Linked DNA regions of Mus musculus: regions 2, 3, 4, 5, 6 and 7 are each linked to region 1. The links are chromatin contacts, called in public Micro-C, promoter capture Hi-C and targeted proximity ligation maps. All regions are on one chromosome and are shown on one strand. The core of a region is the stretch at or near the end of the contact, and the rest is flanking DNA. Distances in the headings are between cores, read along the strand shown.

The links. Promoter capture Hi-C pulls out the DNA fragments that hold promoters and counts their contacts. A called contact is a pair of places that touch in the nucleus more often than the background predicts.
Region 2: a promoter capture Hi-C map of liver shows a contact between it and region 1, with 2.5 times the contacts expected there. A contact is called at or near these places in 1 of 39 promoter capture datasets (liver) and 1 of 130 datasets of targeted methods (pancreatic cancer cells).
Region 3: a promoter capture Hi-C map of pre-B cells shows a contact between it and region 1. A contact is called at or near these places in 6 of 39 promoter capture datasets (the 3T3-L1 cell line, the HPC-7 cell line, liver and 2 more) and 1 of 130 datasets of targeted methods (pancreatic cancer cells).
Region 4: a targeted proximity ligation map of pro-B cells shows a contact between it and region 1, with 9 times the contacts expected there. A contact is called at or near these places in 14 of 39 promoter capture datasets (the 3T3-L1 cell line, the C10 cell line, the HPC-7 cell line and 9 more), 3 of 484 Hi-C or Micro-C datasets (embryonic stem cells, myocytes and nephron progenitors), 11 of 130 datasets of targeted methods (the 230-238 cell line, the SCID.adh cell line, T-cell acute lymphoblastic leukemia and 7 more) and 3 of 9 other capture datasets (embryonic stem cells, liver and pancreatic islet).
Region 5: a promoter capture Hi-C map of neural stem cells shows a contact between it and region 1. A contact is called at or near these places in 2 of 39 promoter capture datasets (neural stem cells and second pharyngeal arch cranial neural crest), 2 of 130 datasets of targeted methods (T-cell acute lymphoblastic leukemia and pancreatic cancer cells) and 1 of 9 other capture datasets (macrophages).
Region 6: a promoter capture Hi-C map of liver shows a contact between it and region 1, with 3 times the contacts expected there. A contact is called at or near these places in 9 of 39 promoter capture datasets (the 3T3-L1 cell line, the HPC-7 cell line, cranial neural crest and 4 more), 2 of 484 Hi-C or Micro-C datasets (cranial neural crest and embryonic stem cells) and 1 of 130 datasets of targeted methods (pancreatic cancer cells).
Region 7: a contact with region 1 is called in a Micro-C map of embryonic stem cells, with 6 times the contacts expected there. A contact is called at or near these places in 6 of 39 promoter capture datasets (the 3T3-L1 cell line, embryonic stem cells, erythroid cells and 2 more), 4 of 484 Hi-C or Micro-C datasets (CD4 T cells, the G1E-ER4 cell line, embryonic stem cells and 1 more), 4 of 130 datasets of targeted methods (astrocytes, extraembryonic endoderm stem cells, memory CD8 T cells and 1 more) and 1 of 9 other capture datasets (adipose tissue).

The regions. Positions count from the first base shown.
Region 1 is chr19:9,897,119-9,901,312 of GRCm38.p6, forward strand. It overlaps Incenp (inner centromere protein), which reads right to left and starts at 2,371. Exons shown (of 19, transcript NM_001369356.1): 1 at 2,221-2,371. It overlaps Gm50340 (predicted gene, 50340), which reads left to right and starts at 2,560. Exons shown (of 3, transcript NR_168101.1): 1 at 2,560-2,902; 2 at 3,750-3,959.
Region 2 is chr19:10,738,825-10,743,018 of GRCm38.p6, forward strand. A430093F15Rik (RIKEN cDNA A430093F15 gene) reads left to right here and starts at 2,123. Exons shown (of 4, transcript NR_027805.1): 1 at 2,123-2,178. It overlaps Cd5 (CD5 antigen), which reads right to left and starts at 150. Exons shown (of 11, transcript NM_007650.3): 1 at 1-150. The coding sequence starts at 22.
Region 3 is chr19:10,686,694-10,690,887 of GRCm38.p6, forward strand. Vps37c (vacuolar protein sorting 37C) reads left to right here and starts at 2,042. Exons shown (of 5, transcript NM_181403.3): 1 at 2,042-2,286.
Region 4 is chr19:9,133,301-9,137,494 of GRCm38.p6, forward strand. It overlaps Asrgl1 (asparaginase like 1), which reads right to left and starts at 2,266. Exons shown (of 7, transcript NM_025610.3): 1 at 2,215-2,266; 2 at 1,487-1,687. The coding sequence starts at 2,254.
Region 5 is chr19:10,575,365-10,579,558 of GRCm38.p6, forward strand. It overlaps Tmem138 (transmembrane protein 138), which reads right to left and starts at 2,022. Exons shown (of 5, transcript NM_028411.4): 1 at 1,720-2,022; 2 at 1-147. The coding sequence starts at 3. Cyb561a3 (cytochrome b561 family, member A3) reads left to right here and starts at 1,793. Exons shown (of 8, transcript NM_201351.2): 1 at 1,793-2,719; 2 at 3,618-3,710.
Region 6 is chr19:10,553,972-10,558,165 of GRCm38.p6, forward strand. Tmem216 (transmembrane protein 216) reads right to left here and starts at 1,792. Exons shown (of 5, transcript NM_001277860.1): 1 at 1,742-1,792; 2 at 1,092-1,193; 3 at 558-650. The coding sequence starts at 1,754.
Region 7 is chr19:10,522,824-10,527,017 of GRCm38.p6, forward strand. Cpsf7 (cleavage and polyadenylation specific factor 7) reads left to right here and starts at 2,421. Exons shown (of 10, transcript NM_172302.3): 1 at 2,421-2,504; 2 at 3,129-3,237. The coding sequence starts at 3,184. It overlaps Sdhaf2 (succinate dehydrogenase complex assembly factor 2), which reads right to left and starts at 2,386. Exons shown (of 4, transcript NM_025333.4): 1 at 2,236-2,386. The coding sequence starts at 2,271.

The DNA of each region.
Region 1 (4,194 bases), core at 1,121-3,620:
ATACATTCCACAGGAATGCATAAGAAATGAGGGGTCCAGAACCATGTTCTCCAAAGAGACCTCTGAAACCCTCCCTAAAGCCAAAATGTCCTATGAATGGATGAGGGAGAGCGAAGTGAGTGCGCATGCAATGTGCTGCTTTCAGGAAGACCTGGCTGTCAATACCAGGCAAAAGACAATGCAGTGCCAGTTTACCCACTGCCTTAAAAAGCTGGGAGCTTGGATATCTGCCGTACGACCTGACTATATAATCCTAACAAAGGTCCTACACTAAGTGGGAGGATTCTGATACTGTCATATCAGGGCCCCCGATAAGCAGTACCCCAAGTGGTAAACACATGAAAGATCAAGAGTGGGTGGCAGCTATGAGCACTAATATATCGGATCCCACCTTATATAAGGACAGGAAGTTCCCACCATGACTTACACTTTCAAAAGCAAGAAGCATGCATACACACTTCAGCCTCTCAGCTACAGAAAAAGGTCAGGGAAGAAAGGGCTATATTACTGATCCTCTTGGAACATAATGCCATCATATACTGTGGCCTCTAGGTTCTTCCTTGAAGTTCTTCAGCCTGATGTATGAGGCACACTACCCTTTTGCCCTTCAAACAAGTTCTGGCCTCTAGGAACTCTGTCTCCTGTTTTGTACAGCTTCTTCACTTAGCTTTCAGCTCCTTAAGGAGGATCAGACCTCCAATCCAAGCCAAGATCTCACACACAGATTCCAGCTATGTGCACAGCAAATGAGTGATTGTTTATGTTTGCCTACTGCTGGCCTCTACCCACTAACCTGCTCTCTGAGGGTAAGCCTTGTGCCTTCCTCAGCAACAAAAGAGTCTGGCACTTGTGGAATGAATTCATTCATCCATCAACTAATCCTAAAGGTTGTCTCACCATCACACACTGGGACACTCAGTGAGCAACTCAGTAGGCACATGTTAGAACAGGCCAAAACACACCCTGACCTAACGGCCAAAGGCAGCACTAACTGGGGCAAAACCGAATGGATAGGGGCACTGAGCCTTTAGGAAAAAGCATTAACTGTGCAGCCAGCTACTCATCAGCATGGCCTCTCCACTGAGTCTCCCTATCCCCCTGCACCAGAAAACAGCCCTAGCCAAGTCCAAGGCCTCATCAGTTCAAGGCCAGCAAAGAGAAGAGAAAACTGCACAAGGACTCCAAAGACTTGCAGAGGAGCTATAAGAAAGTAACAAATGGGAAATTTTACAAAATGTCTGCTCATGCTACAATCGGAGTGAGCGCTTCTTTCACCAAGTCCAATACCACACTTCTTCTTCCATGGGGAAATGTGCTTTCTAGCAAGCCCTCGCTGAAAAGTTAGAAAAGGTGACTCTGAGGAAAGGAGGAGGTGTAACAAGAATCAGACTCCTGGGTAACTTCACCTTCAGTCCACGAAATAAACAAACCCTACCATGGGAGAAGGAAGGTCACTTCCTCTCCACAAATACTATTTCTGTGCCATTCAGCAGATTAGCAATTGCCATCTCCTCTGGGGGTGCAGGAAATGAACTAAGCATTTCTCCCCACACACACCCCTCCAAGCAGGAAGATCGATCGCTAAAACTGCTCTTCCACTCAAGAGTCCTACTCCATGCCAAGAAACCTCTCAATTCCTTTTTGCCACATACTCCAAGATACCCATGCACATACAAATCTAGGTCAAAGTCACCAAGAAAATCGGAGGGCGGAGCCTGGATTTAAAATGTTTTTTAACCACTAGCCACAGGCCTCCAGGACAATAGTTTCAAGCTCAGAATGACACAATCCCAACGCTTGGCAGCAGGAAGCTGGAGGGAACTGCGCCGCTGACAAGAGCCTACGCTTGCGGGGATGACAAAATAAGTAGCAGGGCGGTCTCCGGAGCTGGGTCAGTTTTTAAATGCTGCTCAGCTGGGACGAAGCTGAGCAGCCGTTGCCATAAAAAGACTCAAGTCCGGGTTTACAGAGCAGCCCAGGCTCTGCACAGGTGTTAGGCCCGGCGTGCGGGGAAGAGGACTGACCATTCTCGGATCCCAGGACTCAAGTGCAGGGCCTCGAAGTTCATCTCCAAGCCTAGAACCATTGGAAGTGATCCCCACACCCATAAGCAACCCATAGGCGAAAGTGACTCCCCTGGCCCATCCTGGGAAGCGAAGAGGCCGGGACCAGTGGCCGAACACCGCGACCCTGCGACTCCCGACGCCCGTTCTCACTCACCCGGCGGCGCCGCGTCTTCCCGGACCACTCCTTTTCCAGTCCGCGGCTTCCGCAGATTAAGCTTCCCGCCACGCCGGACCGGCTGGACTCCCAGTACCGCGAGCTCGCCGCAGGCGAGGACCTACCGGGCGAAGAGCGCGGGCGAATCTACGATTTTCAAAATTGTGGCTCAACCAATTCCCCTTAAGTTTGTCTGGGCGGTTACAAAACTCCAAACCAATCACGTAACAGGACGCACGAGTCCGCTTATCTGCTGGCTGTTAGTGCTGTCAATCTGTGGGACTAGGAGGCGGGGAGAAGAACGTTGACGCTTTTAACACGCCCCAACTTCCGGAAGCTGCGGCAATCTACCCGGCGAGGAAGTGGTTGCGACGAATTACAAGTCCCTGCGTGCACTGCGAAGGCAGGCTTGGTTGGGGAGGATGCCTATTTATCTTCGAGCCAGCCGCTTGGTTCGTTTCAAGTCCGGAATGCTTCTGCGTTCGGAATGACAGCTCTGCTACTTTGCAGTAGTAAAAAGAAACACATTGCAAATCTCACAGAGCCTTCCCTCCAAGAGCAGTCAGGCATATAGTTACAGAATGTTTCCTTAGACCTCCGATTGTCACCCGGAAGTGTTTGCTAAGTACCCTCCAGATTGGACGCCACATACAACGGAGAATTTTTCTGGCCACATATAAAGGTAAAGTCTTGAGTTGAAGGTGTGTCACCACCACCTGTAAAATAAAACACCTCCACCTTCTTTATAGAATCATTCTCAGTAGCCAAGAGGTGGGCGAAACTACAAATGTCCCTGGACAGATTAAACAGAGGGGTTTTATTTATTTTTAAATTGTTTTTCCTTTTATTGAAAATAGATTTCTTTACTCACATACTATATCCTGATACAGTTCCCCTCCCTCTGCTCCTCCCAGTTCTAACCTCCCCTTCCATCTGTATCCACTCCCTTTCAAAACAGACTTCTAAGGGATAATAATAAACTAAGATGTAAAACATAAGATAATACAAAACCTATCATATCTGAATTGGATGAAACAAAGAAAAAAAGCCCCAAGAGAAGGCACAAAGACCAGAGACCCACTTGTTCGAACACTCGGGAATTCCATAAAAGCACTGGAAGCCATAACATATATGCAAGAACCTGATGCAGAGCTGTGCAAACTCTGTCTGGCTGTGAGTCTCTGTATTTGTTCCTATCTGCTTCAGGAGGAAGCTTCTCTGATGATGGCTGAGCAAGGCAATGATCTGAGTGTAGCAGAATGTCAATCACTAGGAGTCATTTTATTGCTATGTTCCTTTAGTAGAACAGTAGTATTTAGTTTAACCCTAGGTCCCTGAGCTATCTTGTCTCAGATTGTTGTTCACCCAAGCAGGATTCGATCTTGTGGAGTGGGCCTTAGGTCAAATCAGATATTGGTTGGTTACTGCCACAGGTTTGTGCCACTATTGCCCCAACATACCTTGCAGGCAGACACCATTGTAGGGTTTTGTTGATCCCACCTGTAATGGTTTGTATATTCTTGGTCTAGGGAGTGGCGCCATTTGGAGGTGTGACCTAGTTGGAGTAGGTGTGTCACTGTGGGTGTGGACTTAACACTCTCACCCTTGGTGCCTGGAAGTCAATCTTCCACTAGCAGCCTTTGGATGAAGACATAGAAGGCTCAGCTCTGCCTGTGCCATGCCTGCCTGGATGCTGCTGTGCTCTCACCTTGATGATAATGGACTGAACCACTGAACCTGTAAGCCAGCCCCAATTAAATGTTGCTTTTTATAAGACTTGCCTTGCTCATGGTGTCTGTTCACAGCAATAAAACCCTAACTAAGACACCACCAAAAGAGAGTAAAGACCATTACCCAAATTCTGTAATTGAATTAAGCAAGCTTTATTTTCTATCATACAGGACTGTCTCCCTAAAGTAGGGTTTGAAAGAACAGCATCAAATACAAGAGAAGGTGGGATTTATATAGCTGCAA
Region 2 (4,194 bases), core at 873-3,372, 840 kb after region 1:
GCAGCACTTCGTGGGAGTCCATGGATAATGGCCTTCTGCTGCCTCAGCCTCAGTGAGCTCAGCTGGCCAGCCAGGAGAGGTGTCTGACTCAGTGTCTTACTGTCTTGGAGGGAGGGGGCATAAACAGGGGTGGAAAGGGGAAGCAGGCAGTGTGGGCCTGTGTCACTGCCAACCCTGTTTGAAGTTGAACTGTCAACTTCCTCCCTGTGAAACCACCTGCCCCAATTAGAATGGAGGCCTGAGTCTCTGTCAGCTTCCTGCACGAGGTGCCTGGAACTGCGGTAGTGCCCACTGGCCATTCTCATGGCTGGGCAGAACCAGGTGTCCTTGTGGGATGGGACTGTGGGGCAGAGAGAGGCTGGGAACTCCAGAGAGAGGTCGTTCTACTCTCAGGAGAGCTCACCCGAGGTAAAAGGGCAAGGGCCCGAGACAGGAGCCTTCCCTACAGGATTCTGAGTGGGGTGGGGACTGTGCAGGCGAGCAACTTCAGGTCTTATTGCAGGGTCAATAAGGAAAACCAAGACACAAGCCCTGCTCACTCCTGATGGTGTACGGGGCTGGAAGTCCATAATCTGAGTTGAATCCCTATGGGGATCTAAGCAAAGAAACAAAACAAAACAAGACCTTGCTAGGTAGCCCATGTAAGCCTGGAGTTTGTGGTAATCCTCCTGCTTCAGTCTCACAAATGTTAGAATTACAAGCGGGAGCTGCTGTGCCTAAGAATCCAAGAGTAATATTTTACCAGCAAGTATGGGGAGGAGAGTGTCTTCATCTGAGTTGAACTTGCAGCACTGTGTGTGTGTGTGTGTGTGTGTGTGTGTGTGAGAGAGAGAGAGAGAGAGAAAGAGAGAGAGAGAGAGAGAGAGAGAGAGAGAGAGAGAGAGAGAGAGAGAGAGAGAGAGAGAGAGAGAGAGATCTCCCTGTTGGTGTGAGATGCCCATTTTGGGTATGATCTCCATGTTAGGTATGAGATAGATATTCATGTTGGGTGTGAGATCTCCATGTTGTATGGTCTCTGGATCTAGATTCGTTCATTCATTCATTCATTCATTCATTCATTCATTCATTCATTCATTCAACATTATCAATGATATGCAAGAACTAGAAATGCAGCTGGCATGGTGATACACACCTTTTAATCCCAGCACTCAGGAGACAGAGGCAAGGTGATCTCTGTGAGTTTGAGGCCAGCCTGGTCTACAAAGTGAGTTCCAGGACAGCCAGGGATGTTACACAGAGAAACTCTTGTCTGGTGGTGGTGATGGGTTGGGTGCTGGGGACAGTCCCTACCTGGTGTGTCTGTTATTTTTTCCTTTGCTGGAACCCAGTGTCTCATGCTTACAAGGCAAACACTCTCAACTGATCTGTATCCCTAGCATCCCTTTGTTTCTTAAGTGCCCATCGGAGCCTATTTCCTCACAGTTTATAGAGAGCTTCACTGTCCATTGACCAGCCAGCCCACGCCCTCGCATATGCATGCATGCACACGCATGTGCACACACGCGCACACACACACACACACACACACACACACACACACACATGCACACACTCACACACACACACACACACACACATGCACACACTCACACACACACACACACACACACACACACACACACACATACACACACACACACACACACATGCACACACAAGGAAACCGACATCTCCTTCCACAGACCTCCAGACTCACTTCTTTATCAAAGGCAATCCAAACCCGGAGCTTTAGATTTATTTCCCCTTCACAGGCCTGAGTGTGATCTACTAGGTGGCTTCACTATGTGTTCCAACCTTCATAGAAGTCTGAATGTATTACCTCAGTTACTGGCTGTGTACCGGAGGGAACCCTAGTGGTGGGGTCCCTGCACTCCAGGTCCGTAGCTCTTCCCCTGCCACCGACTCCCTAGTAACTACCCCACAAAGTTTTCTACCTTGCATCCCCTAGACCTCAGGTCCTGTGCCAGCTGGGGACCCCAGACCCCAGGCGACAGTTTCCTGTCCTATCACCCGCACTTTCCATGACACAAGAGGAAGTCAGCTGAGCTGGCTGGGTTTTCCATGCCGCCGCTTGGTGGAGGCAAAGGTGGGGGAGGGGGGATGAGCCCCCTAGGCCAGTTTCAGAACCTCAACAGCCTCCGAGGGACAGGCTCTGCCCTATTGCCTTGGCGACACCAGGTAACCTCTGGAGAGTTGCCTTACTGGACTTTCTGGTTTGGGTCACTCCTCAGTGATTCCAACACTGGTTCTTTTGGATGGGGGTGGGGAGAAGGTGGCAAAGGAGCCACAAGGAGGTGGGGTGAGGGTGAAGGGGGGAGGGGGATGGGAGCTGAGGAATGTGAGGGCCTGAAGCAGATCAACATTGGTTGGATGACTAAGTGAAATCTATAGGATGGATACCTTCCAAGTGTTTATTTGATGAGTGACTGAGTGACTCAGTCACTGGGATCTTCTGTACTGGCAGCCTTGAGCACGACCAGCTCAGGCTGGCTGTCCATCTTCCCTACCCAGCTTAGGGAGTGCACCCCTGACCTACTGTTGCTCCTTGCCTGGGAGTGGAAGAGCAAGGGAAGACCTCTTGTCTGTTGAAGGGACTGTCCGAGGGAGGGAGGGAGAGGTACTGACCCTCCAATACCTGCTCTTTGAGTGTGGCCATTGCTCTGTGACCTTGAGTGAGTCCCGTGGAGCTGGGGTCCTCAGTTGGTTCCTGTGTAGCATAGGGGAGTTGGATGACCCCAGGGCAGCCCTCCTTCAGATTGTAGAGGGAAGGGTGTGCCCAGGTGCCTTCAGAGGAGGGACTTCCTCTGTTTTGGGACCTAAAGGATTTGGCTCTTGGTGGGAGGACATCAGCTTGAACTCTTGGGGGAAGCAGAGGTCGGAGGTTTCCAGGGCACTTACCCTGTGCACCAGAAGGGCCAGGTGAGATCTCAGCAGGCTCCCGATTGCCTGCCTCCCTTGGAACAGCACCAGCCTCTCATATATGTGGTGAAACTGAGTCACTTAATGAAGTAAATTACCTAAATTCCCCTTGTGTAATGTATTTAAGAAGGCTACCTTATGATATGCCCCGTGGAGTATTAGCACAAACACTGGCTCAGAGGGAAGGTTCTAGAATCCATGGTTGTTAGTTTTCAGTGACAACTGGCATAGTTGGGTAGAAACAACTTGGAGTCTAGAAGCTGGCTTAATTTCTGAGGGGGGATATTAGGAAAGCTACTGCCCCATTCCGAGATCCATCTCCCTGCAGCTCGGGGCATCTGGAAGCTGCCCTGGTAATGACATGCAGGGCTTGTGAGGTAGAGTGCTCCCCGTGTGAGGTCAGTCTCCCAGGCTCAGCCCATGCTTTCCTGCAAGGAAGCTCTCTAAAGTGGAGGCTCTCTAAAGTGACCAGCCTTCCCCACCACGGCTGCCTCTCTAGCCAGCCCACAGTTCTGACTCCTGCTTTCTCTTCTGTTGCTCTTTTGAGCGACACTGAGCCTGTTTGACCACAGGTAAACGTGAGAAAACAAGGCTGCTTAAGGCTGTTAACCAAGCCCATTTTTCCGATGAACCACTTGAGGATCACTGAGGTTAGGTGGATCCCCAAAGGTGCACAGCTCACGAACAGTGAGGTTTGTGCCTCCAGGTCTCCCGGCAGGTAGATGTCCCCTTTCTTACATACCACCTGTCTCTTATTTCAGATGGCTGCATCCATTTGCCCAAAAGGAACTCTTGTTCTATAAAGCAGGCAGACACACAGAACCTGAGTGGTGAGGTGGACAAAGGCACCTGTAGGAATGCATGTACTGGGTCCTCTATATGGTAGAGAGCTGAGGGTGGGAGGGTCCTTCCTCTTAGAGCAGTGGACAATCCCAGCCCTTAGAGCAGAGTTGCTCCTGAAGCTGCCTGCCTTGTTGATCACCCAGCCCAGGCCTGTTTTCCTTGAGAGCATAAGGCAAATCTCTCAAGGGACATGAGGACAGGATGTGGGAAGGGCCAGCCTGAGGGGACTGTAGAGAAACCGGTAGCCATTGCTACTTGTGAGGAAGTCAAGGAGGGAGGAAGGACACTGGAAGGATGAGCGGTTTCCCATTTACTGGTGGGATGGGTTTTCTAGGTTGAGGGAAGAGTCGACACAAAGGCTTCTGGGTCCTGCAAGGTAGTAGCTAGTCTGGGACAGGCAAGAAGGGTACAGAGCTGGAACTTGGGATGTGA
Region 3 (4,194 bases), core at 792-3,291, 790 kb after region 1:
TGAAAGAATAGCTATGTGGCCTTCTGGCCCAGCCTGTGGCTCCAACTAGTGCTGGGGCTGCTTTGGGGATTCTATGAAGCCAAGTCAAGGCATCTTTCCTAGTGCCCCCTCTCACACGAGACCTTTTCCTGCCACTGCTCTCCCTCCCTCCTGTTATGCTCCAAGTCTGGCTATTCAAAAGGTCTACCACCAGTGCTTGGCACTGACAGACCCCGTGTTTGGTCTGCAGCAGACTTCTGTCAATTTCTCGGGTTTTGGTTGTTTGGGCTCTAGCTTTAGAAGTTCCCAGCACCTGCATATAATGATGCACAAAATGGAGTCTGCTTGTCAGCTCAAAATTAAAAACAAACAAACAAAAAACCCAAAAAACCCAACTCACACAGCATAAGAGAAAGGACAAAAACATTCAGGTTCACTGGCCTGGCCGGCTCTCCCAACCATGGAGAAATGGTGTCAAGCAGGCTTTCTGGAAGCGGCTGTCAACAGTCCTCACTCTGACTTTGAGTTCTTACAAAATGAAGTATTTGCAAAACAAACAGCATTGAACCCCTATCATGTTGGGTGGCCCCCAAAGGTAGCACCTCAAGCAAGTCACCTGCAGGCACAGCTGTCGTCTGTCCTGATTCCTTTTGTAGTAGCTGTGCTAGAGGTAGGGGAGAGTGTGTGTGTGCAGGGCCTGGGTTGTGTCTCCAGCACAGCATAACACTGTGCACTTGCCAGGTAGAGGTGAGAGCTTACTCTTGACTACTTTGAGAGTTCTAGGACAGCACAGGGGACTTGAGACCTGAGTACCCAGGGACCCCATGAGGTAGTAAAGGGGAGGGAGTTCTGACCAATGGGGACAATGATGATCATTTTAGATCTAGAATATGAAATAGAAAAAGTGGGAGATCTTGATGAAATTCGATGACCCAAAAGAGAAACTTACAAGATGGAAGTCCCCCCTCAAAAATAAATAAATAAATAAATAAATAAAATTGCAACTCTGTTGACTGATTAGAACTTCTTGATTGTGGAAAGCTGGGATGTTACAGGGTCCAATTAACTGATAATTATTGTTATTCTCCTTAATAAATGTTGCTCACTTCTGTGCCTTACCTCATATCAATGTGATTATCGGGTAAACCTTTTGGGATGCACTAACTCAGCAGACCCCAAAGCTAAAATGTAATCAAATAGCACCTCAGACCCAAACAGAGATTTTCCCTAATTTCTCATTACCCACTGGCCTGATGGTCCCAGCAATGTATTTGTAAAATGCCTTGGGGTAGCCTTATTCTGTTACTGTACAGACTTCACAAAAGCACTTTTACATTGGAACATGTTATTTAAGGCAACCTGAACCTGTGTCCCATGTCATGGTCACTCTTTCTTGGCTCTCTCCTTCTCTTTGAGGTGAGATCCATTTTGGGTGGACAGAAGTCAGAGTCAAGTGAAGGTGGAGGCCTCTGACACTGAGCCTGGTATCACTTAGGGCCTTTGGACTTCTCGTTGTATGACCCAGCAATTACCATTTTGAAGAGGCCAATTTGTGCTGGTCTCTGCCACTAGCAACAAAAGTTCTAATGTATAACAAAGGGTGGCAGGGTTTTCTTAGGCTGGAAGCTAATCTAACCACTGCAGCCAAAGTGGAATGGCGTTCACCTCTCAGGGCTGGTTTGTTTCCATCCCTTCCTGAGGCTTGTCACTCTGGGCGAGTGAGGATGGATCAAGTCTGACGCTTACACACTCATCTACAGACGAGTAAGAGCAATCTACGGTCCTGACAAAGGGTGATTTTTTAGGAAAGCTCAGAGCTGTTAGCAGTGTCTGAAGGGGACTCAGGACCGCAGCCATTCTAGTCCTGAGGCCAAACTATAAAAAGGAGTGTGCGCAGCAGGCCGGGGATACCGTGGTGCAATAAGAGCCCATCTGGAGCCTCCCTTTGGAAGTTCCACGCTTGTCTCAGGATATTCAGAGCAAACGAAGGGACGCCTGCAAGTCTGCGCAGGCGTACTCGCAATGGGCGGAGTCCTACGGCGGGGGCGGGGCTAGGGGTGGTGCCTTCCCCCGCGCGGGCGGGGCCGAGTGGCCTTCCGCGGGTGTGGCGCCTGAAGCCACCAGCGTCTGAGTGCAGGTATCGTGGCCACCCCTAGGCCTACAAGGCAGGACACTCGGGGCGCGGCGGAGGGGCAGTGCGGCTCGTTCTCAGCTGGACGCGGGAGTAAGTCACATCCGGTAGAGGCGGGGCTCGTGGATCCCGGAAGTGCGGGCAGCGGCTGATTGCCCGCGGTAGCGGCGGCCCCGGTAGGTGAGCGCCGCTGGGGAAGGTCTCGGGCGGCGGCGGGCAGCGGCCTACCGTGCCGGGGGCGTTGCCGGCGAACTCAGAGATGGGTTTCCTGGCCGAAGCCGGCGATTGGGCGCGATGGGCGCGTGACTCCCCGCGGGCCTGCGCCCCTGCAGTGGGGTGGGAGGGATGGACGGTGGGAGGCTGTCCTCGCCGGTCGCCTCAGCCCCGCCCCCTCCCACCTATCCGCTAACGCCACGCAACCCTTCACCCTCTGTAGGAGTACCTTGTGGCCTTTGTGTCATTAAGAGCCTCTTTGCCCCTTGTACGGATTGGGAAACTGAGGCCTGTGTGTATTCTGACTTGCCCCTGCGATATAGTGGAGTTAGAGGGACTCTGGCCTTTGTCTTGCTGGCCTGTATCATTCCCCAGGTTAGCAATAGGTAAGGGTTCTTCCCCTTTCTTCTGGACCCCGACTTGAACTGTCCAGCATGGCTGAGCCATCCTTACTTCTGGGCCTTCCAGGTGTATGGTCCCAGCATGTGCCTGGTTCTGCTTTGTTTCTCCCCTCACAGCCGTTTAGGGGTGTTCTTTCACTTTTTTTTGGTGGGCCAAGACATTCCCAGAGATGTGTTTGAGTTACTGGTAGAGTGGACTATCATCAGGGTCACATTTCTTGAGTCCAGCCTATACCTTGTCAATCAGATTTGGGCTAGCCACCTTGAGCCAAGAAACTTCACGGATACCAGGGCTCCTTCATCGCTCCCTGCATATTTTCCAGGTGTCTCTACCAATAGCGTGCCACTCCACATTCAGTGACTGTCAGTCCTGCAGCTAGAAATGGTGGTGATAGAGGGACTTAGAAGGGAAAGACTCTTCTTTGCTTGGGGCCCAGGGAGGGCCCTGATCTGGGGATTGTGGAACTGAGGGCTGCTGGGTGAAATGGTGGACTCTGAAATGAGTCTTTGTTCTTGGCAGTCATAGTGCCCAGAAAAAAAAAAAAGCCTTTTTCGTAAGATTGTCTTGGAAATCTGGCCCAGTGCCTTTGTAATTTCCATTAAGTAGAAAACATGATGGAGTGCTTCAGTGGGGCTGTTTTCTGTTGCTGTTTTGCCAAGCAGTAGTTCTGATTGCTTGTGTGGCTGTCCTTGCTGGGTACTGTTTTGGGGGTGTTTTACACTGGTTACTGGATATAGAGAACACCTCTGAGTGACTGGTGACCCGTTTACAGAATTGGCTACTATCAACCAATGAGTGGCTGTTAGATTTTTTTTTTTTAACAAAGCAAATGAGTCTTTAACTCTAATACTGCCTTCCAGACGCCTCAGTTGCCCTAATATGTTGGAGCTTAAGAATTATCTGCGGTCATTCTGGTTGAAAATGCAGAGCCCCCATCTCTGGAGAGTCTTGTGATGTTAGCTGGCTGGCGCCCCAGGAGTTTGTTTTTAACACATACACTGACTGGGTGATTCCGGTCTTAATGCATATTTGTAGATTTGCTGGGCCACTGGAGCTTGAGGTGGTCACTCAAGATTCTTGTTGCCTTTTGCTTATTGCTTTGACATGTGCTAGTGTGCCATTAACAGGACTTTGAGATAAATAGACATATGACTCATTCCTGGACACTTTGGCTCGCAGTAGTGGGGTTTTTCCAGTCTGACCAATGAGGTCATTGAGGACCTGTATTAGAGCAGTTGGATTGCTGTTGTGGGTGGTGGGGGTGGGGCTGGGGGGGGTGGGTTGTGTTAGAAGTTTCCTCTTGGGATCTGGAGTTCCTGAAAGGTTCTGATCTGTCCCTACCCAGCTTGCCCTGTGACGCAGGTTTCAGTAATGGCCACAGCCTTTAGGTTGTTGTGCAGGCTTTGGCAGCATGTTCCACAAATCCCTCCCTCCATTCTCTCCTCTTTATACCTGCTTTCCCTGACTGT
Region 4 (4,194 bases), core at 1,016-3,515, 760 kb before region 1:
ATATGTGATGGTTAATTGGTTAAGATAGCCTGAAACTTTTTTCCCCAAGACAGATGGTGGTACAGTTCTAAAAAGCATTTTAATCTTAAGATCTTAGGGTTTCTATTTTAAAACAAAAGAAATGAATGTTTGCCCAGTAAATTAATCAGCAGTGTTCTGATAGATAAACAAAATAATTATGCTTACTTTACAGCACTAGAGAGTACAGTCTTTTGAATTTCTTAGACCACTGCTACCTGGGTCTTGTAGACACATTATGACAATTATTTTCCTAGAACATGGCCAAACACAAAATAATTCACTCTGATTGCATTTCTATGACTTTTCGGAAACACAAACTCATTTCTTCTGAAGGAAGGAGTGGGAAAGAGCTTTGGGGCTTCTCTCAGCACCTCCCTTCTGACAGTGATGTGGGAGTCCCCTCCCCACATCATGCTCTGGCAGACACTGACCTTCTGACACTAGCTGCCTTGAAGAGTCTGATCCCACATCAGACTAAGGGGTTTTCTCCCACAAGAATGCTTCCTTACTTCAGATGCCAATTTTTAAATAGTAGCTTCTCTATAATTTCTGCCAGACAACTGCAAGCCAGTCTCCTGCTAGGGCTTCCTTTTCTAGAGCAGTTCACAGACTCAGATGTCTTACTAGTGTGTCATATAAAGGAGGCAGTTCAACACTGAGATGAACAAACACCGGGCAGGGTCTGGAAGGGTGCTGGGTATTGGGCCCACTTTTGCTGTGGAGCTGGGACTGGCATACGACCATACTCACCAATTTGGAGGTTTTTCCCATCCCCAAAATTCAGGGATAGTTTTTGGATTGCTTCATTGTGGGGGCCCCTTTTTCTTTTCTAGAAGATGAGAGGGGCTGTAAATCTCAAATTCCCACTTAGGGCTTGGTCTGTAAAATGATCAGTCTCCACCTAGAGACCTATCCAGAGTCAATTTTCTAGTCAGAAGATGATTAGTGACTTTACTGTTTAGCAGGGACCGGATATTATAATAAAAGATTCTCCCAGCATCTGTTTCAAGATTTTTGAGCTTAATTTGGGGGAGGCAGAGAAAACACACAGATGCAGAGGGGTAGAGGGAGGGAATGTACACACAGGTCTCAAAGCCGAAATGGCTACATTTTATGGTATGTAGAGTCTACCTCAAGACCCACAAATACCAAAAGTCTACACCTGTAAAGCCAGCACTTGGAAGGCTGAGGCTTGAAGATGGTTTCAGGCTATGGAGGGCTCTCCAACAAGATGCCTGGCTTTTAGTATTGAATTCTTAGGGGGCAGGCTATATAAAAGGCGAATTAACAGACTTAAAAAAAATTCTCAAAACAAGTTGCTTAGTGCAAAATGAGGAAATTCAGCACTGCATCTTGCTCTAGAGTATTATTTGACCACAAAGCCAGTCAGACTGAAGGATACCGCGTCGGTGTGGACAGGAACTTGCTCCGATTTGGCATTATTCACCTGGCAAGCATAATTTACCTGCGTTGAACTCTGGGTCGTTTTCCAGGACAGTCACGGCTCCTTCCACAGCATCTACCGCGCTCCCTCCCGCCTTGAGGATTTTGTAGCCCTCGGTTGCCGCTCTGGCGATGCCCTCGCGCACCAGCTCTTTCCGGTTGGCTGAGATGTTGCTTGCTCCGCCACCATGGACTACCACCACGAGACTCACATCGATGGAGGCTAGGCATCAGGAAGAGGCGAGTGTCATTTTGTACCGGTCCAAGGGAACCAACTCAAGTGAGCAGCAGCGTCAAAGTTGTTTCCGTTCAGTGTCGTCCGTCCCCCCCCCCCCCCCCCCCCCGCTCAGTGAGAGTTTTGTTACAAAACCCCAAAGCGACCCAAGCCTCCCAGCATTCCTCCCCATGCTCTCCCACTCCGACCTGGCAGGGGCATCTGTGGCTCAGAAAGCCTGGTGTCAAGACTCCGAGCCTGCGCTTGTGCCACAGCGCTACCCCTCAGCCTCAGTTTCCCCAGAGAACACCAGCCTCTATTTCGGCGCCAGTACTGAGGTCGCATGTATCAGAGCTCCAGCCCTCCTCCCAGGAATCTCTCTGTGCCTCAGTTTCCCGGGGTCCGTGCTCTCTGTTCCAGTTCACTCCACCTAGGGTCCGGGGTACCCTGAGGACTGGACTTCCCCACGTCCTTCGGACCTGAGCTCCTCGTCTCTGGTAAATCCTACATTTTTGTTCTTGTTTCTTTTCCCATACCTCGGACTGGCGGCGCCACGGTGCCGCGGGCGCACGCCATGATGTCAAACTGGCCAAGCCACCAGGCAGCAAACCGCTCCGCCTGCAACCGCTCTGCAGGCAACGGTTCCGCGCTTGCGCACGAGGGTGGGGGCCCGGGGCGCTGCTGAGTTACCGTAAAGCCCCGGGGTCCCTAGCGCTGCGCACCAGCCTTCCGGGACTCCAGATCTAGAATAACATTGCTTTTCTACTTCCCTAGTAGCACGCGGGACCCTTTGTCTCCTTTGCCTTGAAATTATCGCATGCTCTTAAGTCTTGCTAGTTAGAATGCTACATTAAAACCTTTTCCCTTTAAGTTCCCCATCTTAATCTTTCGGAAGAGAAGAAAATAAAGTATACCTCTGCCTCTAATTTGACAGATTCTGTTCATTAGACACTCTGAGAGCCCAGAAATCCCAGCTCCTCTCCTCCTCTAAGTCTAGGGATGCCAGCTCTAAATCCTTTCATCTCTCAGTGCCCTCTTTTTGTTGACATTTCTTCTTTCCTTGCTTCCAGCAGTTGTGGCGGCAGGGGTAGAAGACCAAACACTTCGTATTCACCAAAGGGATCCTAGAGTCTAGTTTTGTTCTGATAGTCAAAGAGGGAGAACAGATGCCAGTGACATCTACAGGTTTCTGTAGCAGTGACACCTAGGAAGAATGCCCTGCTTTATTATGTAAAGCAATTTTACTTGAATTATGAGTTTGTTTTTTTCTCACAACCTTTGTTTTCTAATTTTAAATTTACTGAAGCAATATTTTATTTTCGTTATCAATCGCTTTGTACTGTTTATTGGCTAGATGAGTTGGTGTCAAAGATAGACTTTCATTTTGCAAGTCCTTCTCTCTTTAAGGTGGGGCAACCCAGGCTCATATGTTAATGAAAAGGGCTGACCTTGTGTAAGACTTCCCAACCATTACTTCTGTAGACCTCAATAAACCTCAATAAAGATGGCTTCAAATGGTCAGGACCCGGTGGGTAAGTGCCAATTTTCCTAATATTTTTTCTTGTTTCCATCTTACCACCAACTAGAGAAAAGTTGTATCTGATTCCCCTAACCATCACAAAGGGCCATCTTTTCTAGTTAGTCTATCCCTAGCTTCCCTAGGCCAAGAGCATCCAAACAGGACACAGCCTGTTTCCCCATAGAGCCCTTTCCTACCCGTTTGCCTGCTTCTGAGTCTCTACCAAAACCAGTGGCTGGTTGGTTCCTTTGCATTAGCAAGGTTTGAGTAGATTTGTCTTGTCCTCATTGGGGTGGGTTTCATTTATTGTGTTTATTTGCTACATAATTAGAGATTTCTGCTTGAAGAAAGATCATATGCAAAAGAGATGTTGGAGAAGGGACCAGCCTTTGATTCTGGAAACCAGAGCATCAGGTCTGGTATTACCCAGTCTTGGTTGCCTGTCCACCTCCTTCCACAGTATTCTATGCTTTCCCACTAGTGATATCTTCACCCCTTTCTCTTTCTTCGAGAGACTTTACATCAGAATGTGAGGCTCTAAGAGTGGCTCTGCTATAGAGAGGAGTTTGAATTTGCTCTAGTTAAAAAGAAATTGAGATGGTCTCATACATTACACTCTGGCCTCAAACTTACTATGTAGTTGAACCTTGTAGGCATAATTTTTATTGTATACCGTGTAAAGATTATCCTTCTATTATTCAAAAGCTGATTTCTCTGTCCCCATATCTAGTTGCAATCCAGACAGGGCATTGTAATGCTTATTCTAAGTATCTTCTGCTTCAGTGTTGCATAAGCATTGCTCCCCATTTAGTCTCTGATTTGTCAATAAGAGTTGACCAGCCAATGACTGAGCAGGAGAGAGGACAGGCCTGGACTTTCTCCCTTCCTTTTTTTTTTTTTTTTTTTTTTTTTTGCAGGTTATATCTTTTCTAGGGTAAAATGCTTTCTGGTAATAGAAAAAAATACATTTCAATTGAAATAAGAAATTCTTTTGAAA
Region 5 (4,194 bases), core at 772-3,271, 680 kb after region 1:
CATCTTCTGCCTGATTTGTGGGACTCCCAAGGGTACATTCCACAGTTCCGAAGAAAATGACTACTGGTTTTCTCTCTGCCCAGAACTCCAGGAGAGATGTTTAGTTTTTCCAAATCGGAGCTGTTTCCTTGGCTCTAATGCAAGGACCTGTTTGGAGGGGAAAGAGGTAAGAAAGGGAGGAAGGGCAAGGAAGGCAATATTAGAAGTCTAGCAATAAACATTGGTATGCAAAACACCATTCTAGGTGATCAGGGTATATTAGTTAAAACCAATTATCAAAACAAAAACCCAGCTAAAGCCAGGCATAGTGGCACACACCTATAATCACAATATTCAGGAACCTAAAACAGGAGGATTAAGAGTCTGAGGCCAGCTTGGGTTATGAGAGCCAAGATTCTTCACCAAACAAGACAAACCCAAACCCATCCCAACTCCACCCCACTGCACCATAACTTGTCATTCATTCTAGAGACTCATTAACAGCAAATTTTTCTCCATGTCTGGATCCTTCTTAATGCATGGCGCTTTTTTTTTTTTTTTTGGAACCAGATCTTGCTATGTAGCCCAAGCTCATCTTAACTTCTTGATCCTCCTGCCCTGATCCTCAGGGTAAACCCTGAGAGCCTGTTCTACAGGAATTTACCCACACCTGACAAATACACAACTCTAACCAAGAATATTTAGGGTTACTACAGAGCAGTGACAGCCTGGTCACATAATAGTAGTAATGGTAGTAAATAAAACCCTTATATATTTCATGCAACACTCTAGGAACTGTTTCAATCACAGATGTTATTAAAATCTTATAATAACCTCATAAGGTAGAAAATCAATTCTTATTTCCCTCAATTCCTAGATGAGAAAACTGAGGCTCAGCAAAGGTAACTAATTAGACCAAGATTCCACAGCTGGTAGGTGGCAGAGTGGTATTCTAAGAGGCACTATACAACCAGCCTATTTCATAATTTATAGAGTGCTATCTAAGTAGGTGAGAAATATGTCCTCATAGAAATGGACAGTGTCACATACAGAAGGAGTTGAGAAGACAAAGTACTCTCCTAGAGGAACTTTATAAAGGTTATGACAGAAACACTGAGGCAGCAAGTGAGGGGAGCATATTTATAACTTTACTTGATCCCTGGACTTGAAAAGCAGCCATTTTAGTGCATATAACCCTCATTTTGCAAAGGTTCTGAGGGGTCCGGAACCCGTCCACCTTCCGCGGTGGAAAAGCCCCGTGGTTTTCTTTTCTTTTCTTTCTCTCTCTCTCTCTCTCTCTCTCTCTCTCTCTCTCTTTAAATATATGAATGTAACTTCTCTGGGCTTGAGTTTTCACACAATATCTCTCTAGGTACCAGCGCCATGATAATCTTGTTAACCAAGAGAATTTACTTTAATCCTCATAACAATCTGCAAGGTAGGAAAGAATTATCCCCTGGCTATAGGCAAGGACGCATAAATAGAGTCATTTCCTCCAGCTCGCAAATGAGTAGAGTCAAACGCACCACTTGGTAAGGCTCTACCAAGGGCATCCGTTAGGCAGAAACGCCCCTCGCTCTGGCTACGCGGTCGAGCACCCTCCAGTTTAACACGGTTTTCCTCACCAGTCCCAATCCGCTCACAGACCGAAAGGCCTCGGCAAAAGACTCATAGCAAAAGCAATAGCAACACAAAATTCTGACTTCCAGCCACTCTATGATCCCCAGCATCTACACGCACCTCAAGGAACCGACGTCGGTTGTCATGGGAACACTCGCTCGGCTTCCGGAAGCTGGCTTTAAATTCCGGAAGTAGATTGCTAATTGCCCGCCATGTTAGGGTCTTTGCTTTCTCAGGCTCTCCCTGTGACCGGTTCTTCTATCTTGCCTCGCTGAGGGCCGACCCTAGCGTGAGGTTGTTAACCCCAGCATTTCACCTGTCTCTGGACGGGGTCTGTGGTTAGAGACAAGGCTGATAGGACGCAGCGCTCCTAGGAATCGGACCGCTCAGGAACGCGCCCCTTAGCTTGCAAACCCCATTTCCCAGACGCCCCAGCTCACCCCCGGAAGTGGCCGAGCCTATAAAAATCTCACTTAGCGCCCTCTGTAGCGGATGCCGTGGTCTGCAGACTTGCTGGAAAGTCAGTTCTCCGAGGTTCAAGAGGAGCCTAGGGAGTGGCAGCTCTCGCTGACCGGCGGGTCCCAGAGACCTGCCCCCAAGGTGTCCCACTGTGTGGCTAAGGGTGGGATAGAACCCGGGCTGGGAGAGCCGGGTTATGGGTTCCAGTGGTGGTTCCGCCGCTTCCTTGCTTCGCTCTGTCTTACCTCGGCGTTCAGCCTATTTTTCCTCGTAAGAATTGGACACTTTTCCGTGCCCCTTCCATACCGCAGGTGGTGTTCGTAGAGGCTCTCACGCTTTTCAAAAGGCGTCTCATCTAAGACTTGCTAGAACCAACCTGACTAAAGGAGTCACCGTCATACCCCCCTTGCACCTGGAGTAAATCTGACTGTCCGAAGGACGAAGGACCGGTCTGTGAGCACTTGTGCTAAGGTGGACTTTATTCACACTCCTGAGTGGAATATTATTTGTCACTCACTCCTGAGTCCTGCCGTTTGGAGGGGCTGCCTTTGGAAATGAGTTCTGGGAACTGAACACAGGAACTGGGTGCCTGTACCAGGCTTGCCATTTGCCTGACCGAGTTACTCTTCTTTGGATCCCGGCGCTGCAGTACTTTTGAATTGTAAGATGCAGGTTTATAGGATTTGCACTCTAAATCTGGTCCCCAGAATTCTTAGTGTCCCTCCGTCTTTGAGGAGGAAACAACTAACTCTGCCCTTTGGTCTTTTTGTTTGTAGCTCTAACTTCTAAAAGTAACTGTGTTTGGAGTACAGCCTTTTCCTGAGAGTAATGGAAGGTTCACTTCTTAACCCAGGGACTGATTCTGTTTTAGCTCAGCCTATGAGAATCCTTTAGCCAGTGAATTGAGGAAAACATTAAATAGAGGTTCGGTACACTTCTTAAATCAAGGTAGATAAACTACACCCCATACATCTAACCCTGAGTGGCTTTTACATATTTAAACTATTGGGGCAGAGGGATCATATTGTGTGAAATGTGAAAATCATGTAAAACTTAGACATCAGTGTCTGTGGTGTTAACGAGGCACAGCCATGCTCATTTGTTGAGATACCCTTCCTGGCTACTCTTATATTACACCAGCCAAGAATGAATATAGTTGTGACAGAGGCTTCAAGCCCAAACAGCCTAAAGAGTCTGTGGACTCCCTCCTTGAGCATGGGGCTCAGCCAAGCAAGGACAGGAGACCCGGCAGTGGTGAGCATGTCTGGTGTCTTAGTACAAACTGCTCTCTCAGTGCAAGTGAGAGCGTAGTCTCAGCCTTTGCCTGCGTTCTTTTCCTTGCTTTTGCTATTTTAGGAAAAGAGAGGGCTTATTTGTGAACTGTAGACAGCAATGTAACTAACTTTCCGGCCTTCTGTCAGAAAAGTGTCCCATCTGTTCTAAGCCTGTGGCAAAGTGCTAGTCCAGGACTTGTAACTGGAGTGATGCGGGTTGGTTTGGAATGTTTTGCCTTTCCTTTTCATCAAATGTGTCTGTATGTGAATGTTATGTGTATGCAGGTTCCTGTGAAGGCCAGAAGTAGGTATTTGGTCCCTTGGAGCTGTGAGCTGATGTAGGTGCTGGGAACTCAGCTGTGGTGTGCTGCAAGACCAGTATGTACTCTCTTAACTTCTTAATGGCCAAGCCTTCCACCCCCACACCCCTGCCTTTATTTTTATTTTTTATTTTTTGGCTAGGGTCTTATTTAGCCTGGGCTTATGCTCAACTACAAACATGTAGCAGAGGTTGGCCTTGAACTTCTGATTCTTCAGCTTTTTACCTCTGGAATGCTGGGATTATAGGCGTGTACCACCACTCCCAGTTTTAAGCTTCAAGATAGAAAATATGTAGAGTTTATTACAAGGTGAAGGTGGGGCACGATCCAGAAATGAAGTAGACAGTGTTCAGAGAGAACATTGTAGAGAACTCACTCTTAAGGGCTGAGAGTGGACTATGGGCAAAGGGACCATTGTCTCCTTTTTCCTTTTGTAAAAAAATAAACTGCAGAAGCCAACGCTGTCAGGTGACTGGAAGAGTGGAGGTTGTGTTAGGCAGTGGACACTTGGTAATCCCAAACCTTTTTTGCTCTTGCATGAA
Region 6 (4,194 bases), core at 542-3,041, 660 kb after region 1:
CCCTTGTCTCTGCCAGAGGGTACTGGGATTAAAGGCATGTGCCACCATGCTCACCTTAGCAAGGTTTTTGGTCCTCTATAATGACTTTTGTGAATTGACTGTTAGTATCCCTTACCATTCTCTCCCTTAGGTTTGTATTTTCGCACTAGGATGATATATTCTAAGTAATCAGCAGTTTTGCTCTGTTCTCTGGTGTCTAGGAACTTCTAGAGAAATCCTTGTTTAGAGAAGCGGAGGGGATCTTGAGCTCTTTAGGAATGTACTGCTTTCCTCTCTCAGAGCAAGGAGAAGACGCAGGCACTCTTGTGGCACTCAGGCAGCTGGGAGGACTGGTCTAAGATCAGTGCTACTGCCCGCTTCTAGCCTCACTCACAAACACACAGGTAAACCTTGACCTAGAATATGAAGCGGCAGCTTGAAGCCTCAGGGAAGAAGCAATGGTATATACATTACCAGATCCACTCTGATAGTGAGCCTAGGTTCTTTGTCTTGTTAATCAAGTTACAGGCTCCAGCATGTCTCATAAGCAATGGAAATATTTTCTGAACAACACTCACCGAAAAACAATCGTATGACTTCAATGCCAAGATAGAGCAGCAGCATCACCACATCCAGGACTAAGTTGGCTGTTGGGTACGGCAACAGGAGCCCTACAGGAGGGAAAGCCAGAGTATGCACACACCACCTAGCTAACGGTCAGCCCCACGGCCCCACAAGGATGGACGGCCACAAACCCGGGACAAGGATACCAACCAGTCTTAACATCTCACAAATCAGCAAGGTATAGATTGTTACAGCTACAGGCTTTAAGTTTCCAAGTCCTGACTCTGCCAAATGACTGAATTATAATGGTACACAGATCTGAATATTTTAGTAAAGAGAGATGGGGAAAGAGTTGGGATGGAGAAACCCACATTTCTCAAACTCAAGTCTTGCTGAAAGACATCCTATTTGATCATTCTAAAGCCATTAGTTGGAGAGACTTCTGCCTTGCAATGGAGATGCCGCTAGGACCAGAAGATAGAAGGTTCTTGGAGTATGCTAAAGTGGAAAAGGGTTGCTGGGGCAGAGGCAGATAGGCCCAGGCTTACCTTTGTACAGGAAAATAAGGAGCTCCAGCAGGAAATAGGTAGCATAGTACCACCCATTCAGAAAGAACAGGACTTCCAGGGGGGTTGAGGACAATCTTTTATCTGAAAGAAAGCAAAACAAAGAATGGGCAGGGCAGCTAGAGCTCTACTCTGTTCTGTGTGAAGGTTCTTTGTAATCCGGAGAAATCACAAGATTATTGTGAATGAGGGAGAAACTTCTGATTGCTAATGACGTGAGTGTTGGTGTGGCAGGAACTGCCTTCAATCTCCTTTCTCAGGAATCACTTTGACATCTACTTCTCTGACAATTCAGCTATAATCACAGCTGAGAGGCACCTCAAATATTCAACCCTGTCACTTCTGAGGGGGAAATTGAGGCACAGAAACTAATTCTGTCCAAGGCGGGAGGATTCATAACTGAGCCATCCCAGAATAGGGCCAGCCGGGGATTTTTAAGAGTACGGTATTCGAGTACCCATGCAGGCACTCGGGGTGATCAGAACAACCCAAGCCCGATTTAGACAAGTGAAGAGTAAGACCCCGACTTTTAGAAATGGAGGATTAGGTCGAGCTCTGGAGACAGAGAGGTGGAGGGGGCTGGCAGGTACCCGTGGGATAAGGGGCAGAGACACACACCTCCAGAGTCTCACCTCGCGGCGCCATGTTCAGTCCCCATGGAAACTGCGTACACTGCAGCGCCCGGAGCAATGCGGCGCTGCCGGAAGCGCGGCACCGAGCCGCCCGGTCTTCTGGCCGCTCTGCCTGCCGGTGCTACTCTATGGTTACCCCACCGGCCGCGCCCATGCACAGAACAGCGCCAGCCGTCAACCACCTACAGTGGTCTAGGGGGAGGATGGGGTTTTAAACGACGGCAGAGAGACCAGAACACTTCTCCAGCTGAACTCTCTCCATCCCCGGCGTCATGGCGTAGGTCGTTAGTGGCCCGGTGTGGCCGAGTAGTTGGAGGATCGGCCCTGCGCCCACCATTCTCTTTTCTACTGCATGTGTTTTTTTTAAAAACACCCCATGCCACTGTCGTGCAAAAGGCTTACCTGGAGCCTATGTAAACACCAAAACCGTTGAAGATAGAATGTCCTTTCTAGGAGTACAAGGGAAAACAGCGGTGCTATAATGAGATTCTCCTGCGACCCAAAGAGTGCAAGGGTGTTGAAAGGAGACAGCGTCTGGCCAGTTGGAAATTGAGAAATGTTTCCAACAAGCTTGCGCTATGAACGAACCCTGGCCGCAATTTGAAGCAAGAGCGTGTTGTTGCAGGCAGGGGGTGAAAGAGTAAGATTTCTGAAAAGACTCCAGCTGTCAGCCCTTAGAGTATGGCAGTCAGTCAACAAATAACGGGAGAGAGTAAGTAACCTGTAATGAAAGTGCTATTTCCCTACCTAGTAGGAGTGTGGATAAAGGCAGTAATTGTTGCTTCTCAAAGCAGGTCCTCACTCCGGGAGAATAATTTAAGTAGAAGCCTCCCTCCATCACTCCCCACCTCCACCTCTGCTCTCCTTCCTCCTTCACTTCTGCTTGTGCCTTCCACTGCCTTATTCAGGTCTGGTTTAGTTTGGCTAGACAGGTCTCCTATGTAGGCTAGGCAGGCCTCAAATTCTCCTGCCTCTGCTTCCCGTCCAGTACAGGGGTTTCAAGTGGGTGTCACAATGTTCTGGCAGGTCTTAAATGGAATTCTAAGTTCCCACTAAAGGACCACGGCAAGGTGAGGTGATGGAGAAAGCCCTGGTCCCTGCACCCCATCTGAACTACCTTCATACACACCCCTGCTCTGAGTCTCAGAGGAAAGGAGGGTGGACCAGTTGCTTGTTTTTGTAAATTATGGGTCTTAAATCACTCTGCCTAAACATTTTGATATTGTATACACATATAGTTCTCATGCTACAGTGAAAAGTTTACCCATTGTCAACAGAGATGATATAATCTATAGCCTTAATATCACCTGGTTGGTTAAGAAAATGATGCTGTTTCATGTCAGGATGCCACAACAGCATAGGTACCAAAAGTGGACACAGACTAAGTCAGTAACCTGCAGGAACCTTAGAATATGCAGCTGGGTCTCCTGCCCTCTGGGGTCTAACCCAAAGCTTGGGGCTGCTAAGCAAACACTCCCCACTGGGCTTTATCTATAGCCGTGCTCTTACACACTTTTCTTTAGTAAGCCACAAATAAAACTCAGCCCCAGGCTGGAGAGACGGCTCAGTGGTTAAGAGCACTGACTGCTCTTCCTGAGGTCCTGAGTTCAATTCCCAGAAACCACATGGTGGCTCACAACTATCTGTGATAGGATCTGATGGCCTCTTCTGGTGTGTCTGAAGACAGCTACAGTGTACTCACATACATAAATAAATAAATCTTAAAAAAAAAAAAAAAGAAAAAGAAAAACAAAACTGAGCCCTCTACCTCTACAGAGGAAGAAAATTTCACTGTGGTAATTTGACCTACTTAATTGCCTAAGTACTCAATATCAAGGCCTCTCAGGGCCATGCACCATTGACTAGAAGTACAAGGGCTTTTAGGACCCAAGGCAAATTTATTCCACTCCATTGATCTTGCTAAATTAACACATTATGATGGCTATTCTTGGTTTTCAACTCGATCACATCTGTAATTGACTAAAACTCAAAAGGCCTCGGATTTTTTTTTTCTTCATTAAATCATTTGAAGTGAGAAGATCCACTTATTTTTTCCCATTTTTTTTGAGATTATAATATAATGACATCATTTCTTCCTTTTCCTCCTCCAAGCCATCCAATATACCCCTCTCTTTGCTCTTTCAAATTCATGGCTTCTTTCTTTCTCTCTTTCTTTCTTTCTTTCTTTCTTTCTTTCTTTCTTTCTTTTTATTTTTTTTTAAGATTTATTTTTTTAAAGATTTATTTATTTATTATATGTAAGTACACTGTAGCTGTCTTCAGACACTCCAGAAGAGGGCGCCAGATCTCATTACAGATGGTTGTGAGCCACCATGTTGCTGGGATTTGAACTCAGGACCTTCGAAGAGCAGTCAGTGCTCTTACCCACTGAGCCATTTCTCCAACACCCAATTTATTAATTTATTATGTACATTGTTTTGCCTACGTATGTG
Region 7 (4,194 bases), core at 1,171-3,670, 630 kb after region 1:
GGGAGGCCATGGAGGGATGTTCTTTACTGACTTCCTTACCCTGGCTTGCTTAGCTTGCTTTCTTATAGAACCCAAGACTACTAGCCCAGGGATGGCACCACCCACAATGGGCTCTCCCACTTTCGATCACTAATTGAGAATATGTCTTACAGCTGGATCTCAAGGAGGCATTTCCTCAAGGGAGGCTCCTTTCTCTGTGATAACTCCAGCTTGTGTCAAGTTCGAGTACAGAGAGTATAAGTATCTGTAACTTTAGCAACAATAAGTGCTTTAGAAAGCACAAGCATACGGAGATACTGACTCAACAATTCACAGATCCATTCCCTCTGTGATTAGTTTGGAAAACAAGCTCCTGCTCCCCAGATGACTGCAAAACCAGCTGCACTGAAGCCAATAGGAAAGGCTGTGGACTGCACATGCCACAGCCCTGTCTTTCCCCAAATCCTCAACACACAAGATGATGGGGAGAATGTCCCAGCAACAGGCTTCTATCCAAGAGGGAAAGGTAAGACTGCTGGAACATCATCCAAACAGCTTCTGCTTTGGCTGAGTCTAAGTGCTACAGGTAAGGACACCTTTCTGTAGCTGTGGCAAGCAAAAGTGATGGTTTGTACCAGCAGCATTCACTTGCCATGGTCCCCATCCTGCCTTACTGCAGAATGAAAAGATAACCCACAACCCCCAGCTTTTCCCTGGAGATACAGAGCAGGGGTTGGGGGTGCGGGTGGGGGCATCCACCTGAAACTCCTGCTTCTCAGAGGCTGCCTGTGGAGCTGGCTTTTGTCTCTCTTGTCTCAGAGCAACAACAGGACACAGCCCATTCCAGATGCTGAGGGACCATAGAGACCAAGAGAGCTGCTTAGTTTTGGTGCAGAAGGCCATAGAAGATAAAGCAAGATAAAATCTAGTATTGTTTACAAGCCTCTTCCCCGAGGCTCGAGGAAGAGTTGAATGTATGGTTAATGTTCTAGAACATGGGGGTTGGCATTGCCGAAGGGACTGGTTGGTTTCTGTTTTGAACAACTTGCAACACTAACCAGCATACTCTAAGAAGTCCAGTAGCCACTGAGAATAAGAGAGCAGAGCAACCAGCTGGTCATGGTGCCTCATGACTGTAATCCACGCACTTGAGAGGCTAGATCAGAACTACTATGAAGCTGAGGAGTTTTAGTACCTAAAAAACAGGGTAGCAAGGAAGGAGGAGGGAACACTGAACAACTTAAAAGAGTGTTAACAAAACTACAGCATTGCAGAAACACCGACACACTTAAAACACCCTCCTCTGGCCTTCATGGGCACCTACACACATAGTATGCATAAACTCACAAAGGCAGATAAACACATGTACATACTTTTTTAGTCTAAAAAAAAGAATAAGAAAAGAAAATGCGATTGCCTAGCAGGCAAGGCTCTGGGTTTGGTGCTTAGCACAAACAACAAAATTGTCATATGTGATATAAAGAATATTACATAGTATTAAGGAGTTAGCAGTAAAGTATAATAATCATAAATATATGTGGATCTAATAGAGCACTCAAATATATGGAAGAGACACTTGACAGAACTGGTGGGGGAACACAACAGATTTTAATGCCACATTTTAATAAGGAATAGAATATATAGATGTCGGAATCAATACTAGACAACCAGAACAATACTAATTTAAGAATATTTAACTGAGATATACAGGCATTCCACACAAGAGATCATACATTCCTCTCAAATGTACAGATAATTATGCCCAGGAGATCACAAGTTGTCAAAAAACATGTCTTGATAAGTTTAAGATAAACCATACCAACTAGCTTTCAACACTACTGGAATAAAAACGGAAAATTCTCAAACATTTAAAACCAAGATGAGACAGGAGAATTACGAATTTGAGGCCAGCCTGAGTAACAAATTAAAACCGGCTTTTAAAAGGGAGACGGGGGAAGAAGCTCAAGAAAAGCTAGGAGGCTTTCGGGGGAGGTTCGGTAACTGTTCCTGGTATGCGTTGAGTCTCACACGGTGACTGGCCACCTAACCACATATTACCCAGTATTCTCACTCGAGCACACCGTGGGCTCAGGAAAGAATGGAAAATTCCCTGCATGATCGGCTCCAGCCTGCGCCTCGCCTTGAGGGGACCATTCCCTGGTCTGTGGGGTAGGTGAACTCTCCCTACAGTCTCCACGGCACAGAGGAGGACGAAACAGTCTTAGCTGCAGCCCGCCCCGAACCCGGCTCTCTCACCCGCGCCAGCGTCGGGATCAAGGTGACCACCGCCATCTCTCTCTTATAGCACAGTAAGCTGGCAACCGGGCCACTTCCGGGAATTCCGGGCGGTCGATCTGAGGACTTCAGCGGAGGTGGACCCCAAGCCGGAAGGCGCAACCGAGCGTATGGCGGAAGTAGCGGTGCGTGTGACGCCGCCGGTGGGGGGGGGGCGGGACCTGGGGCGGAGAGCGGTTCGCGCGCTTCGGGCCTAGTCGGGACTCTCCGCGGCCGCCGCCATATTCCCGGTAACGGGGGCGCGCGGCCCGGGGCCGGCGGGGCCGGAAGGAGGGCGGGGGCCGGCGCCGCGGAAGGGAGGGGGTCGGTTGGGGTGGCGGCGGCGGAAGACAGCGGGTGGAGGGAAGCGCGGGCCTCTGAGGGAGGGGCTGAGGTCCTGGAGCTGTGGGAGGGAGCAGGGCAGGCCTAGCCTAGGGCGAGGACAGGGCCCCGTTGGTGTGGAGGCGGCGGGAGCTTCCGGGCCCGCGGGGGCTCCGGCTTGGGACGCCCCCTGGGCCTAGCAGGTGCGACGGGCTGAGCTTGCGGCGTTCGCCGCGGTGGTTCACAGCGCGGCCTGAGGGCCCTCTCAGGAGTCGAGGCCCGGACTTGGCGGTGGCGCCATAGGCAACTACGGGCGCCGACTCGGAGCACCTCGGGTCGGGCCCGCGGGTGATGGGCAGCGAGCTCCGCGAGCCCGAGCGGCCTGGGAGAGCTGGGGGCGGCGCGAGGCTGGGGGCGGGGCAGAGCGGGTGGGGCCAGGCTCCCGGCCGCCGGGATGCTGCGTCTTGGGAGACTAGAGCTTGTTGACCCTTGCCCTCCTCCCAGCCTGGGACCCTTGTGCCTTAAAATTTTTTACCCTTTTCTGAATACCGTAGTGGCATCTTTCTTACTTTGTCGGTTCTCCGGGCTCGAGAGCGTATTTCCGGAGCCATGTCAGAAGGAGTGGATTTGATTGATATATACGCTGATGAAGAGTTCAATCAGGTGAGAGGAATTAGCAGCAGTTTTGGGGTTTCTTCCATCAATCTACTGGCAGTGGTTTCTCTCTCAGCTCAAAATAATTCCCTGTAATATCGAAGCGTTTCCCCCTAGCGGTGGCTTTGAAGACGACTGACCATTCCTCTTTAGGTTAATTTGAACCTCCAGGCTTCAATTTTAAAGGGCTTGCTTTAAGAGCAAATAAAAACCCAAGTGTAATAGTATGGTGAATCAGCCTGTGGAATTCTTTCCCCAAGTCATTTCAAAGTTGAATGACTAACCATAATTAAAAATGAAAATTACATTTGTTGTAGTACTGCGGAGATAATTTCGATGCTTGTTACTTTGCTGTTCTCTCAACTTGTGGCTCGAGCATGTTGGTCCCTCCCCCTGCTTGGTCCCCTCCCAATGGTGTACCATGAAATTACTTTAAAAGCCACAGTATACCAACTGCTTTAAAGGTGGAATTCCAGTGCCACTCCAAGTGTTTCAGTCTTTTTAAATAGCTTGACTGTCCTTTTTGAGAAGTCTCTGGGCATCCATTCGTATGGATGGAAGGAAGAAAGGTAAAAACCATTGAATAAACTAGTTTAAAGGCAAGTCAAGGACTCAGTCATCCTAGTTTGAATGTGTGTTTTAACATTTAAGTATCCCGTAAGATAGTAATCTGTGAGGTTGAGTTCTTCAATCTTGAGGTCAAAACTCAACAGAAAGTTTCTATTTAAAATTTTTATCTTACCTGGGTTCTTTTTAGTACTGTTATTGTTGAGCTAGCTGGTTCTTGTCATTGGTGTGTTCCAGTGGGTACACAGAAGGACCTGGAAAGAATGGGCTAGAATGCCTAGGTGGTAGCCTGACTTTGACAGGCAACAAAAGAGGCTCATATGTCCCATTATTGTATTTTAAATTTTGTGTGTGTGCCTGGTTTGTAGGTGCCCAAAGAGCCTAGTGGTATGGGTCCAA